Linked DNA regions of Mus musculus: region 2 is linked to region 1. A link is a contact called in public Hi-C data. All regions are on one chromosome and are shown on one strand. Each heading gives the region's core, a stretch centred on a gene start, on an enhancer-like site or on the middle of the called end of the contact. The rest is flanking DNA. Distances are from core to core; before and after follow the strand shown. Region 1 overlaps Greb1 (gene regulated by estrogen in breast cancer protein). Region 2 holds the start of Rock2 (Rho-associated coiled-coil containing protein kinase 2).

Region 1 (3,478 bases), core at 257-2,756:
GTGTGAAACAGAAACACCTGATGTGCAAGCGTGCCTCCCCTCCGACCCCCTCCATCCCTGTGAGATCCTGGGCAAGCCTCAGCCTCCATGAGCCTCCATTTTCCAAACATGCCACTGTTCACAGGGCATGGTGAGTCTTAGGTGCACATACAGAATAGGCATACCCATCATGGAATAAATGACCAGATCTAACCTCAGACCCGGCTAGAAATCCACCTGAAATGCTGGCTTGGTGCTTGTCATCCAGTGAACTAAGTATGCAGATGGACTCTGATACGGAATCCCACCACTGGGGGAATCACATCCCTTATCAAACAGGAGAGCAGGCAAGCCTTCCCAATGAAAGCCAACATGTACTTGTTGCTAAAACTTACAGATTCAAAATGACACAGAACAACAACATGCAAAGTGAAATTTAAACTCAAAATGACATAGAATGAGACAACACACAGCGTTGTCTTTATTTATTTTGAAGAATGCCGACGCCAGGTGTGTGGCTTTAGCACCTGGGACACCACTCTGAGGTCTCACCTGCCTGTTGAGCTCCCACTGGGACACTGGGGTTTGTCCCAGGAACAGGCTCAGTGGGGAAGGCAGCCAGGGACCCCGAGCTCTCCAGCGGTGGGAAGAGAGAACTGGAGCAGGTGTTGGTGGAGTTCTGCCGACCTCTGAACTCTAAGGGAAACAAGAAGCACGTGTGAAATCTAATTGGCTCTTCTCCAATGGCTGCAGAATGACTTCCTGGAGCAGAACTGTCTATAGGAGAGAGGGGCACAAGAGTATTTATAAAGGATGCCGGCGCCACGCTAGTCTCTGCTTCTGTGTGTTGCAGGGCAGAGGTGCCATGTTCCATAACCTGTTCCCTGCCTGATGGCCAAGACTCTAACCACAGAGAGAATAAAGTGCCCAGTGGGAGGAGCAAGAAATACAACTTAAGAAACTGAGCTATCTCAGCTCTGTGCTTAACATCCAAGGAGCTACAGAGTAATGCCTCGGGGCACAAACTAGTCAGTACCTCCCTCCACCCCTACACATCCTCTTTCATGAACACTGCCCCTCCCCCAACCCTCAGCAACAGTGCTGAACTGTGAGCAAGATAGAGAACTGGGCCCATTGGGAAGAGCAGCTTCACCCACGGGGCCTGGGAACTGCCTGATACATAGTGGGAACTTACTAAGCAGCCACAGAATAAAGCAAAGGATGAAGAGAAAACGAGAGGGGAAGAGGAGGAGAGGAAAAGAGGAACAGCACTCAGCCACTCACACCCGGGACCTCTTCCTTCCACTCAAAGAACTAGTGTGGAAGATTCCAAGAGATTCGGAAAAGTAGGAGGGAAAGGACAGCTCTCCCGACTACATCTGGGAAGTTCCTTCTTGGGCATGCTCTACCACCCAGGGCAGGACGAGGACAGCCAGTGCCCTTCCTCATTTAACACAGTGGATAGAGATACAAGGGAGGCTGAGGGGCCACGTTGCGGCCTTTCCTGGTGAAGCCGAACTCACCCCTGGGGATCAGCACTACAGAGCTATCTCTTTGGTCACAGGGTTCAGGGATGCAGAGGGTGATGGCTGGCATTGTTCAAACTCAACATTCTCAGCCTCCTCCCTGTGACACCTTGAGAACAGGAGCCTCTTGCTGGGGACTGTCTTACACACTGTGGGGTGCTTAGCAGTATTGGAAGTGCCTGCAGCCGCCTCTAGTCTTTATGATCAGGAGCATCTCCAGGCAGTGATAAATGTCCCCTGGGAACAAGAACCACTGTCCCTAATACCCACCAAAAAGAGGCTCAGTACCAGGTGGTCCTCTGCTAGTGTTTACCCAGCCCAGTGAGTCTGTAATTATAACCATCCCCAAGAGGCATCTATCTTCAGTAGCCTCCTGCTATGGCCTGTACCTCTGTACAGAGATCCCACCCCCTCCTAGCCTCACAATGCCCACTGGGAATGCATACCCAGCTCCCTTCCCCTCTGCCCCTGCAGATTGCAGCCCCTCCCTCACCGGAGCCTTTCCAGCAAATCAAAGGTCCTTTGGTCAGTGCCCCTTGTGCATTCCGAACCAGATAGTACTTGAGGTGCTTCTGTTTCTTGGGCTGGGTGGTCAGCTTCAGGTTGATGTGGTTGGAGAACTCGGTGAAATAGCAGAAGCCTTTCTTTCCACAGCCAACACAGTTCCCAGAGAAACCTGGGCAGAAAGAAGCATGCCATGAGCCTCTCTGTCTCCCTTTCAACTCCCCTCCAGCCTCCTCTTCAAACAACTTGAACCTCAGACCATCACCCAGAGAGTGCCAGAGGCAGAGAACCTGTCCTGGTAATCAGACCAGGGAGTCCAGACACCCTTGACTCAACAAGACCGAAGAGACTGGACCCCAGAAGAGAGTCTGGGCAAGCTTGAGAGATTCATCCTCTTGGGGGCTGTACTGGCTGGCTAGTTTTGTGTCAACTTGACACAAAGGAGCTTCAGTTGAGGAAATGCCTCCATGAGATCCAACTGTAAGGCATTTTCTCAATTAGTGATCAAGGGGGAAAGGCCCCTTGTGGGTGGGACCATCTCTGGGCTGGTGGTCTTGGTTCTATAAGAGAGCAGGCTGAGCAAGCCAGGGGAGGCAAGCCAGTAAGTAACATCCCTCCATGGCCTCTGCATCAGCTCCTGCTTCCTGACCTGTTTGACTTCCAGTCCTGACTTCCTTGGTGATGAACAGCAGTATGGAATTGTAAGCTGAATAAACCCTTTCCTCCCCAACTCGCTTCTTGGTATATTTGTGCAGGAATAGAACCCCTAACTAAGACAGGGGCATACTAAAAGTTCCACATATGGGAATGGATGAAGAAAATGTAGTCTACACACACAATGGAATTTTATTCAGCCACAGTGAAGAACACAATTGTATCATCTAAAGGGGGTGGGGGGAATGAATGAAACTGGAGGTCATCATGTTAAGTAAAATAAACCAGACTCTAAAAGACAAACACATTTTTCTCTCTATGCAGAATCTATATTTTAAACATAGATGTATATGTATGTGTTTGTGTATGTGGGTTGCTAGATAGATAGACATGGATTATCTATATATCTATATATCTTTAAAAGAGGGAGAAAGAGGAATAAGAGAATAATGGGGGAAGAAAAATATATATATATATTTCCTTGATATGCAGAATCGGGATATTTTTATATATGTGAAACACATGATGCATACTGATATACATAATATATATTGCTTTAGATCTATAATAAAGGTGTAACATTGAAAGGAAGAAGAAAACCAGGAAGGGTAGCTATGGGCAAATATGAACAAAATACAATGATATATATGCATGAAAATGTCACAATACAACCCGTTATTTTATGTGCTAAGAAATACCAAATACATGGGGTGGGGACCCTGGGAGTGAGACCCAAAGTTCAGCAGCCATCAGGGCAGGCAATCTTTCTACTGTGCTAGACAGGCCTTTCTACCGGCCTGCAGCCCTAGACAGGC
Region 2 (3,478 bases), core at 631-3,130, 170 kb after region 1:
ATCACCAGGAAAAAGAACTTGTAAGATCTGTAATAATGATTATCTAATTATCATGCTCCAGTGCATGGGTGGAAAGAGTGGTTAGCTGGCTCTACTCTCCTAGCTTTGGGTCTGTGGACGTATGAAGAAGTAAATTTACCTACTGGCTTGAAGAACTTTTTTTTTTTTTTTTTGACCCAGAGGCCAGTTTTATTATCTACAAGAGAAAGGGTTCTCTTCAGTCATCAAAGACTCTTCCTGTCTTAATCCAAGTCAGAGGGGCTTCTCCCCAGAAGGGCAGACATTTTTGGACCCCTGCGCTGGGTGAAGTGCATGCAATTTTGGCCAGGCCAGGGCTGTAGCCTACCTGCATATTTACCTTGACACCCCAGGGAGCTCTACAGTTCACTATTCAGGGGCATTACACTCTAGCTTCCATAAGTACAAGTTTTCAAATTTAAAAATTCAATATGCTTTTTAGCATTTTTTTGTTGTTGTTTTCAAGACAAGTTTTCTCTGTGTAGCTCTGGTTGTCCTGGGACTCATTCTCTAGACTTAGGTTAGCCTCAAACCCTCCTGCCTCTGTCTCTCCCCAGAGCTGGCATTAAAGACCTATGAGGCCACCACCCTACTTGACATCTTTAGAAGTGGGGGGAAAATCCCATTCAGTTAGGAGCAAGTGTGTTCTCTCACTTGTTTAGCTGCTCATTTCAAAGTGTTCATAATCCCCTTTGCATTTTTTCACTTCCGGTAAATTTTCCCTAGTCTCAACCGGCTTGCAATACCCGTAGGATTCTTCCCGTGAATATGACAAGAGCTTGTTTGGATTATTCAGCTGCTGGAAGATTGGGTCCACTCCCAGGGTTTTGGTCATTGCGAACATTCTGAATAGCCCTGCTGTAAACATCTCCACGCAAAGTCCTCCTCTTTTCGGATCATTTCCTTACACTTGGACTTCCTTAAATGGCCTTACTGGGTCAAAGGGGCTCTGTGAACAGTTTTATAGCTCTTGGCACATAGTTTTCCGATTGCGCCCTGAGAGGATCTGACCAATGGCTAGGGGGCAAGGAGAGGGCAGGAATGCGGAGAAGCAGCCCCTCTCTTTCACTCTCCAAAAGCAAGGGCCCCGCGGATGCAGAAGCGCTTCCTTATTGCCTCCTGTTCCCTCCGCCTGGCCAGTGTCTAAGGTCTAAGGCCAGGCGGGCACCTTGGTCAGGGAAGGGCACAAAGGTTTCTGAGAGTTTAGGATTTATGACCCGGAGGCAGAAACAACTCCTCCAGGCCTCCCAGCTCCGGGACTCAACAGGATTCAAACGAGTCCCACACTCTTAGCGCGGGCTAGGGGCGCGGCCTCCCCGCCCCCTGGGAGCCCCAGGCGCAGGCCTCAGGCGCACCAGGCCTGGGAAGGGCGCTGACCCGGGGCGCAGCAGTTCGGCGCGGCTTGCATAGCTGCGCGCTGAGTCAGCGGGACACAGCGGGCGGGGGGCGCGGACGTCAACTAGGCCTCTGGGTCCGGCCGGCGACGTGGGACACACGACGGGGACCACGGGGCACCGCGCTGCCATCCGTCCCGCCTCCCAGTCCCGCGAACCGGCCCGACGAGGCAGGGAGACTAGCCAGGCGGCGGGAACGGAAAAGAAGCCTGGCTGCTCAGCCCGGTGGCGGGGCGTGGCCGGAGGCCAGGGGCGGGGCGTGCCGCGGGGCCGCGCCGGGGTGGGCGGGGCGGGGCCGGGCCGCGCGCAGCCGACCGCGGGCGGAGGGGCTTGTGGGTAGCGGCGGCGCGCGGCCGAGTAGGGACGCGGCTCCGACTGCGTGTGAGGGGAGCGGGCGTGTGGGCGCGCGAGGCGGCCGGCGGCGATATGCGGGTGGACGGGCGACGGCCCTAGCGGCCTGAGCCCCGAGGGCGGGGTGGTGCGGCGCGGGCGCCCCTTCCCCGCTCCCGCCCGCCGGGTCCTGGCGAGCTCGCTACGGGCCGGGCGGCGCGCGTGCGGCTGAGGGGCGGGGACGCCGTGTGCCTCGCTGCTCCCGGCCGGGCCGGGCGGCTCCTCAGACAGCGGCGCGCGGCGTGCCGGGGCGGAGGTTCCGCGGGCGGCGCTAGGCCCGGCGAAGCGGCATGAGCCGGCCCCCGCCGACGGGGAAAATGCCCGGCGCCCCCGAGACCGCGCCGGGGGACGGGGCGGGCGCCGGCCGTCAGAGGAAGCTGGAGGCGCTCATCCGAGACCCTCGCTCGCCCATCAACGTGGAGAGTCTGCTGGTAGGTGCGGGCTAGGGAGGGAACTCCCCGCCCTGCCTGGTCCCCCCTCGGCCCACCCGCCCCGCTTCCGGCTGCCCGGGGAGCTGGAGACCCAGGTTCCAGAGTGGAGACCCCACCTGGGATTCTCGGGTCCACCTCCCTGCCGAGCGAGTGTCATCTCGGCCGCCCCCGTTCTTGGAGCGCGCAGGGAGGAAACACCCCTGGTCTCCTTCCCGCCTACCCAGTTGGTTTGGGGCGGAAAGGTGGAGGATTGGCTGTGCTTCCTACACTGGGCTACCCAATTTGAAAGTGTCACGCAGTGTGGGAGCTAGGGTGAAAACCCAGGGAGAAAGAAACCCGACGCTCTTCCTATTGGGAGTACCACCGGGGGCACACGACAAAGAGCTCGTCAGGAAGCTGGGAACGCACAGCTAGCTCAAGTTTGCTGCTTTCAGTTGCTCTTGGACATTCCATAGTAGCTATTTAGTACATTTGAATTTATGTAAATTAAATTTCCGGAGATTGTTGCTCTGAAGCCAAGAAATGAGTCTGAATTGTAGAATGGGATAAATCTCTCCCCTTCATCTTGTCTTTCCCATAGCATTCAAAATCCAAATTAAGAGCCTTGGAAAAGGCAGCTAACTGGAGCTCGGTTAAGAAAAGAACACGATTTACAATAAATGCCATGTAGAATGCTGGTATACTTCTGGTCGTGTTGAGGGAAGCGATTATGCTTGGCAAACGAATTTGATTAGTGTGCACCTAGAGTTGCATTTATGGGAAAAAGTGGTGTGAACGTGTACCCTGAGGAGAAGTCGGAAAAAAAAAAGATACTCCGGCTATTAGCTTTGGAGGTCTAGACTTAGGGTGGGTGATCAGGCATTCTGTGCCAAAAAGCATGTCAGACCTGAGCTCTGCTAGGAGAAGCCTAGTGACTCTGTGATGAGAAAAACTGTCTCCTCCCTTTCCACTGACTAACTTTTCTTCTGAGGCCGTTGGTTATCCTTTGAGGTTTCTGGAATCATTTGCAGAGTGACTCAGTTCTGTTTGGCCACAGCGCAGGAACTGACTAGAGTGTGGGTATCGCTCTATAGGATGTGTAAATATAGAGATTTTGACTTTTGGGGGCGGGGGGAGTGTTTTTGTTTGGTAGTGGGTTCCTGTGTTCTTGTGGGACGTATTTTGGAAGTCTTCAGAGCAGGATTGCTTGGAGTTCATAGCCTTTTTGTAGATAAAGCAAAGCTTCTCTGGTGTCACTGCCAGGAT

The links. Hi-C and Micro-C count contacts between places; a contact is called where the count stands out from the background.
Region 2: a Hi-C map of gonadal supporting cells shows a contact between it and region 1, with 1.6 times the contacts expected there. The contact joins the promoter of Rock2 here to the enhancer-like site in region 1. A contact is called at or near these places in 1 of 39 promoter capture datasets (cranial neural crest) and 11 of 484 Hi-C or Micro-C datasets (the C2C12 cell line, Sertoli cells, embryonic fibroblasts and 6 more).

What each region holds. Positions count from the first base shown.
Region 1 is chr12:16,722,760-16,726,237 of GRCm38.p6, forward strand. It overlaps Greb1 (gene regulated by estrogen in breast cancer protein), which reads right to left. Exons shown (of 35, transcript NM_015764.4): 7 at 1,999-2,181; 8 at 532-675. Among named protein-coding and RNA genes, the nearest start is that of Ntsr2, 71 kb to the left of the region's middle. Within about 2 kb of position 1,507, at least 10 of the 459 cell types and tissues checked have an H3K27ac peak or open chromatin away from gene starts, as enhancers often do.
Region 2 is chr12:16,893,098-16,896,575 of GRCm38.p6, forward strand. Rock2 (Rho-associated coiled-coil containing protein kinase 2) reads left to right here and starts at 1,881. Exons shown (of 33, transcript NM_009072.2): 1 at 1,881-2,233. The coding sequence starts at 2,093.